Regions from separate parts of the Mus musculus genome. Here region 2 is linked to region 1. The links are chromatin contacts, called in public HiChIP or PLAC-seq maps. All regions are on one chromosome and are shown on one strand. The core of a region is the stretch at or near the end of the contact, and the rest is flanking DNA. Distances in the headings are between cores, read along the strand shown. Region 1 holds the start of Tceal9 (transcription elongation factor A like 9). Region 2 has its middle 36 kb from the start of Bex3.

Region 1 (2,922 bases), core at 239-2,738:
CAATAAAAGATCATCTTAGTGGATTCAGGGATGCAAAGCAGCTTTGTAGACAGGAAAAGGAACAGAGGTAACAGCAGCAGAGCACTGTTTACTGGAGACTTCTAGATTCCAATGGCCAAGAATGGAATATTGTCTTACTTCCTCTTATCTTGGTGTCTGTAGCCTTGGAGAGGGAACACAGTGTGCAAATTTAGGTCAAAACAACCTTGTATTATTGTTCTGAACAAGCCACATCTTAAATGACTGCTATGTCTACATGTAAAATTGAGCAGAAATCTGACTCAAAGGTTAAGATGACCAAACAGAAGATACAGTTTGAAAGCAGCAATGCCAAGTTTTAAAATATATTTTTTAGACATTTTAGACACTTACTAGGTATATGTAACCAAGTGAGCAGCCAATACTTTCACCTATAGAGGCTTTTAAGTCCTTAACCCAAGCAACCATCATCATCATAAAACTAGCAACTTGACTAGTCAAGTTTAAAGTTTAATTTAAAGTCAAGTACAAGATAAAGAAGCTAGAGTCCTCCTGTTAAAGGGGAACATAATTATACTATATCCAGTCTCACTCCAGCGTGAGTGAGATATGCATATATATGAAATAAAATGGGAATAAGTAAATGTTGAAAGTTTTCTATGAGCTAAGCGATTTAGAGCAGACACATATTGTTAAGACAGTCCAACAATTCGTGGTGTATATAAAGTGTTACTTTCTTTAAGATGAGGCGACTGTTTTCGAACAATCTATGCTGGCAAGTGTTGAAGCAGCGATTCTTCAGGCGACACCACTTCTTGGTAATAATACCACCAGCAGGCCTCTAGAGTTAAACATGATTTTTCTTCTTTTTAAATAATTCCCCCAAGTAACACCACAATATAATAAAAAATGTAAAGGCATATACTTTGAATGCATTTACTAAAAAACACTAGGCACTAGTATAAGAAATGAACATGTATGAATTCACAAATGTATCTAAAGTAATTTGGCTGTCACTTCTGACTGTAAAACAACATTACTTTCGAAAAGACTACAGACGTATTAAGAATAAAGTTTAAGTTGCCTTAAAGAAAAATCCCACTTCTATTTCAAGATTCCCCCTCTCCCACTGCTTTCTGACCTACCTACCTGGCTCCACAACAAAGGAGTGCGTTTCAGATGAAGGAGGAGGGGCTAAGGAAAGCTAGGTGGGGGGTGAGTGGTACTGGCAGTTAGGAGCGTGAGACAGGAAGAGCCTATTATTAAAAGAAGCCGAAAAGTTCCGTAGCTTCAAAAAATATGACGCTCCTCTTTAGTAATCAGAGAGCTGCAAAAAGAACAACAACAATAAAACCAATCCGCACATTCTTTTTTTTTCTTCCTCCAGAAAAGACTGACAAGGCCAAATGAATGTTTAGAGAGGGGGTGGTAGATGGGAGCGGAGGGCGGGGCCACATCTGCCGCGCTTTTTGTGGGAGTGGAGATCGGGGACCGGACCTCACTGGTGACGTAGATCTCATGTGACCAGGAGTCGACGTGTGCAGAAATCCTGCTAGTCTGGTCCTTGTTTCCATCTGGGTACCAGCTCCCTTTAGCCTTGCAGACGGTGGTGCGAGAGGCCAGCGGCCAGAAGAGACAGCTTGCTTCAATTCATCAGGTTAGTGTTTTAAGCCGTTACTGCCAAGGATTTTTGTAGTTTACAGTGGTCTAGGGTAGTGACTTGAGTCCTGGTTAAGTCTGTCCCTCCACCTCGTACCTTTAATTCTTCAGGAAAGGACACTTGTGAAACGACTAGGGGGTCCCAAGAGAAAACAAGGGGGGCTGTGACGATTCCAAAATAATCATACTCTGAGATTTTGGACCCCCACTTTGCTTCCCAAACCTCGTCTCGGATCTACAGATAGTTGGGGAAGAATAGCTCCTTTTTACCCTCTGTCTGGTGAGAAAGACAGGCTAACTTGCGGGGTGGGAAGGAGGAGTCCTTTGGGAAACAAAGGGTGGGAAACTTCCATAAGCAAGCCCTTAAATGCGGAGAGCTCGGCGAGCTGGGTCCGTGGTAGTGCTCTGCTGAGCACCGAGGGCTTGCTTGCCCCACCCCCAACATCCCCTCCCTTCTCCGTTTGCCTGCAGGTTTGTTCTTTGTACCGCACCAGGCTAAAATAAGTAGGAAAAAGAAATCGACCAGATCTGTACCTGGTAAGTGAGGGGGAACTTTATAAAAGACTCCCCCAGGATATGGGTCGGTGAAGGCCTGCAGAGGCTGAAGGCCCCAGTCCCCTCTCCCTTCCCCCCACCCCTTTCGGAGGGGCCTGTGTTAGGCCTGGGAGGGAGAAAGATTTGTGGAGGGCTGGGGCGGGAGGCGGGAAGGAAGGCCTTGGAAAATGCTGGAGGGAGGGACTAGAGAGGGGAGGGGGTGGAAAATGGAGGTAAGAGGGGCGGGGACAGGGAAACCTTGATTGCGGACTGGGTTTCTCAGGTGGAAGGTATCTGGTGAGGGCAGTTAGACCGAACGAGGGTGGGGGGAAGAGAGGAGGGGAAAGAGGGAAGTGGGGAGAGGGAGAGCGGGAGGGGGCAAGAGTGGACGGAGGGGGGGTGGGATGGGGAGGGCGTAAGCAAACGGTGAGGAGACCTTTGTGCACAGCACCTGCCCATCTACCAAGTCTTCCATCTACCACCACCTCCTCCTCCTCCTCCTCCTCCTCCTCCCCCTCCCCCTCCCCTCCCCCCTCGCTTCCTAGAAATCATTGCATTCCCGTATTCTGCAGGAAGCAGCAAAGAAGAGAAGCAGACACAAGATGAAACCCTGCCAAAAAATGGAAGGAAACCTAGAAAAGGAGGATGAGCCAAAGCCTGAGGAAGAGCCAAAGCCGGAGGAAAAGCCCGAGGAGGGGCAGGAACCCGAGGAGGAGGAGAAATCCGAAGAAACTTTTCGGGAGAGGCTGA
Region 2 (2,922 bases), core at 302-2,801, 61 kb after region 1:
TGCTATCTCTGCCTGGCCACAAAGATTTCAACTGGAAATAAGCTTAGACAGGAATTTTTAAAAGTCTAGCTTGTTGCTTTTTATCCATTATGTTGCATGGAGGCAATCATGTTACTATTCTGATTTTGTGATTTGTTCTCTCTCTCTCTCTCTCTCTCTCTCTCTCTCTCTCTCTCTCTTTCTTTTTTTGTTCCAAGACAGGGTCTTTTTATTTAGCCCTGGAGCTTGAGCTGACCTTGAACTCACTGAGATTTGCCTGCCTCTGCTTCCCGAGTTCCGGGATTAAGGCCTATGTCACTACCACCCAGCACAACTTTTCTTTCTGGAAAGTATTTCTGAGCTTTTTTGGGTCAGGCCATCTGGAACTGCTTTGCTATGAGTAGCTATGCTCAGTGACAATTCTCATATAGGTTTTCTCATGCACACATATATGCCCGAGACTCTTTAGTAACTGAGACTACATTAGTTGTGGGAATTTTCCATTTAACTTTTGGTCAATGTTGCATTGTTTGTCTGAATAAGGAATATATGACATTTCTCTTCCTCCTGCATGGTGTCTTCCTTTGTCACATTTCCCATTTAAATGGGATGTAGCATAAACATCTCAAGTTTGAAGTCTAGAATTGCCACACAACATATTTTGAGGCGAAAGTGCAAACTGTGTAATATATATGGAAATCAGATAGAGACAATGAAAAGTAATTCTACTTTCTAACACTAGAATAAGAGATTGGTTTATTAAAGTTTCATGAAATGCATAATTTGACCAATTGGCAAAGACATGCATTCTTTTATGGTAGTAGGCTAGAATAAGCAACCATAAGCATTAAGAATGTTGAATTCTTGGGCCCATATGCTGGCTCACCAGTGGTGCTTGCCACTAAGCCTGACGACCTGACCCAAGTTTGATGCTTGAAACACACTTGGTGGAAGAAAAGAACCAACTCCTGCAAATTGTCCTCTGCTCTTCATACATGTTCCCTGGAATGAACACGCTCACATCCCCACACTATAAATAAATGCAAACCATTGTTTTAAAACAATAATTTTTTTCATACTCTTTGAGGAAGTACTCCCATTTCACTGATTTGTCTACGGTGCTCAGGGAAGAGTTAACCATTTCCCCAGTTGCCATAGAGCCTTTCCTTCAAGAGTCCTGACCCCTAGGCTTTGTTTCACAAGGTGCCTTCCTTCCATTACTGCTGTGCATGGTGAGGGTAAGTAATTATGTGACCAGTGCAATGGAAGAGTCTGTTCTTCTCTTACCACATACCCCCACAAGAGGAAGCAGCAGACTAGCTCAAGGAAAAGCAGGAAAGTATGGCAGGAGCCTTCATTATTTCTCCCACACAAAGTGACAGGTGAGTTTGGTATCCAGCACCCTGAGGAATTTCAGAAAGGCCTGGAATTTGTTTACTTTCCTGAGTTAGGTGGGACCAGGCCCTGCTTTGTTTACAGTGGAAAAATTTTGGCCTGCTGTTACATGTGGCAACAAGACCCATCAAGATACAATGAACACATTCCTCAGCTCTATTCATCTCGAGCCTACTTCCTTGTCCTAGCCCAAAGTCAAATTCCTGCCAAATTCCTAGGAGGTGACACCAAGAGCTGTCCACACTGGATACCCAAATGCCCTTCATTCTCCACATACAGTCAGTACTGTTCATTCCATAAAAGCATTTCAGCTCCAGTGGAGAATATCAATGTACAGTTCTTCCATGTTTTTCTTCTGTCTGGGCTCATCAATTGGCTTGGTGACTCTATTCACACTGTTGAAGGCTGATTTCCTTTTTAAAACTTGTCTACTGAGTCAAATACTAATCTTTTCCAGATAAATCTTCAAGACAGCCTCAGAAATAATGCATACACTTGATTCTATCAGTTAACCCATATAATCAACTGTTACCATTCAGGATGACAACTTTTTGTCTGTATTGTTAACCTGATCTACTCATTTTCCATGAATCTGCCATGGGAAGACTTCTCTTAGTCTTTTCTTGAGAGTCTCTGGAGTTGCCAGATATAGTATGTATAAGTATGCCATATCCAGTAGAATCCCAATTTCAGATAATCAAAATAATATGGCATGCCACAACCAATAAAAGTAATTGTTCTTGTAGAACTAAAATTGTACTGAATTGAGTTAAATGTAGCAAGTATACACACAAGTGGCTACATAGAGTAGAACCAAAACACTCTAAGGACAGTGGTGGCTGCTGCACTCCCAGATGCCAGCCCTGGTGGTATTGTATAGCAATCCCTCCTCAGCTCATCAAGACACAGGAATTTCTAAAGGATAAGACTTGTGAGAATTTCCTTGATAAGACTCAGGGAATTTTAAAGACAGGCGCCTTGAGACTCCGAAGTAAACAGTTCAGGAGTCTCTGGAAGTTTTTGAAACTGACCAGATGTCCAAGGCACTTCCCTCACCATGATTATATAAACAGTAAGGACTTTTGGGAAGACAGAAAGTAGCAGATCTTCCTGGAAGAGAGAGAGAGAGAGAGAGAGAGAGAGAGAGAGAGAGAGGGAGGGAGGGAGGGAGAGAGAGAGAGAGAGAGAGAGAGAGAGAGAGAGAGAGAGAGAGAGAGAGCAACTGAGCTGCTGGAAGAGGCTCAGGTCAGCTGAACTGACAGCAAAAGGCTCTCTCCAAGCTGCCAAGGTGCCCATAAGTGAGTTCCAGGTCATGCTGGATGGGCTTTCAGTGATACAGCTGCCCTTGAGTGGTTCTCCACATGTTAAGTAACTCCAATAAACTCACTAGTTCACCAGGTTGGATTTTGGTGGTATCTTTTACACTGATCTATTATTGGTTCTTTATCTGGGATAAGTAGACAGTTGTTTATGTTTCTCTAGGGATAGTGTCACAGAAGTGCTTATCTATGAGAGATGGTCTCTGGAGGGGATTATGAACATCTCTTA

What was found. HiChIP or PLAC-seq counts read pairs in DNA pulled down with a chosen protein or histone mark.
Region 2: a contact with region 1 is called in an H3K27ac HiChIP or PLAC-seq map of trophoblast stem cells, with 25 read pairs. The contact joins the enhancer-like site here to the promoter of Tceal9 in region 1. A contact is called at or near these places in 17 of 39 promoter capture datasets (the 3T3-L1 cell line, 3T3-L1-derived adipocytes, the C10 cell line and 11 more), 7 of 15 datasets of contacts at CTCF or cohesin (CD8 T cells, the G1E-ER4 cell line, the NIH/3T3 cell line and 3 more), 182 of 484 Hi-C or Micro-C datasets (3T3-L1-derived adipocytes, the AML12 cell line, the AtT-20 cell line and 98 more), 38 of 115 datasets of contacts at active chromatin or transcription factors (the SCID.adh cell line, astrocytes, bone marrow-derived dendritic cells and 22 more) and 4 of 9 other capture datasets (adipose tissue, embryonic stem cells, liver and 1 more).

The regions. Positions count from the first base shown.
Region 1 is chrX:136,243,592-136,246,513 of GRCm38.p6, forward strand. It overlaps Tceal9 (transcription elongation factor A like 9), which reads left to right and starts at 1,489. Exons shown (of 3, transcript NM_011712.2): 1 at 1,489-1,636; 2 at 2,110-2,175; 3 at 2,745-2,922. The coding sequence starts at 2,775. Gm39535 (a long non-coding RNA gene) reads right to left here and starts at 1,446. Exons shown (of 2, transcript XR_878245.2): 1 at 1,129-1,446; 2 at 1-163.
Region 2 is chrX:136,304,865-136,307,786 of GRCm38.p6, forward strand. No RefSeq gene overlaps it. Among named protein-coding and RNA genes, the nearest start is that of Bex3, 36 kb to the left of the region's middle. Within about 2 kb of position 1,552, at least 10 of the 459 cell types and tissues checked have an H3K27ac peak or open chromatin away from gene starts, as enhancers often do. A contact at or near this core is called in trophoblast stem cells, where this site is marked.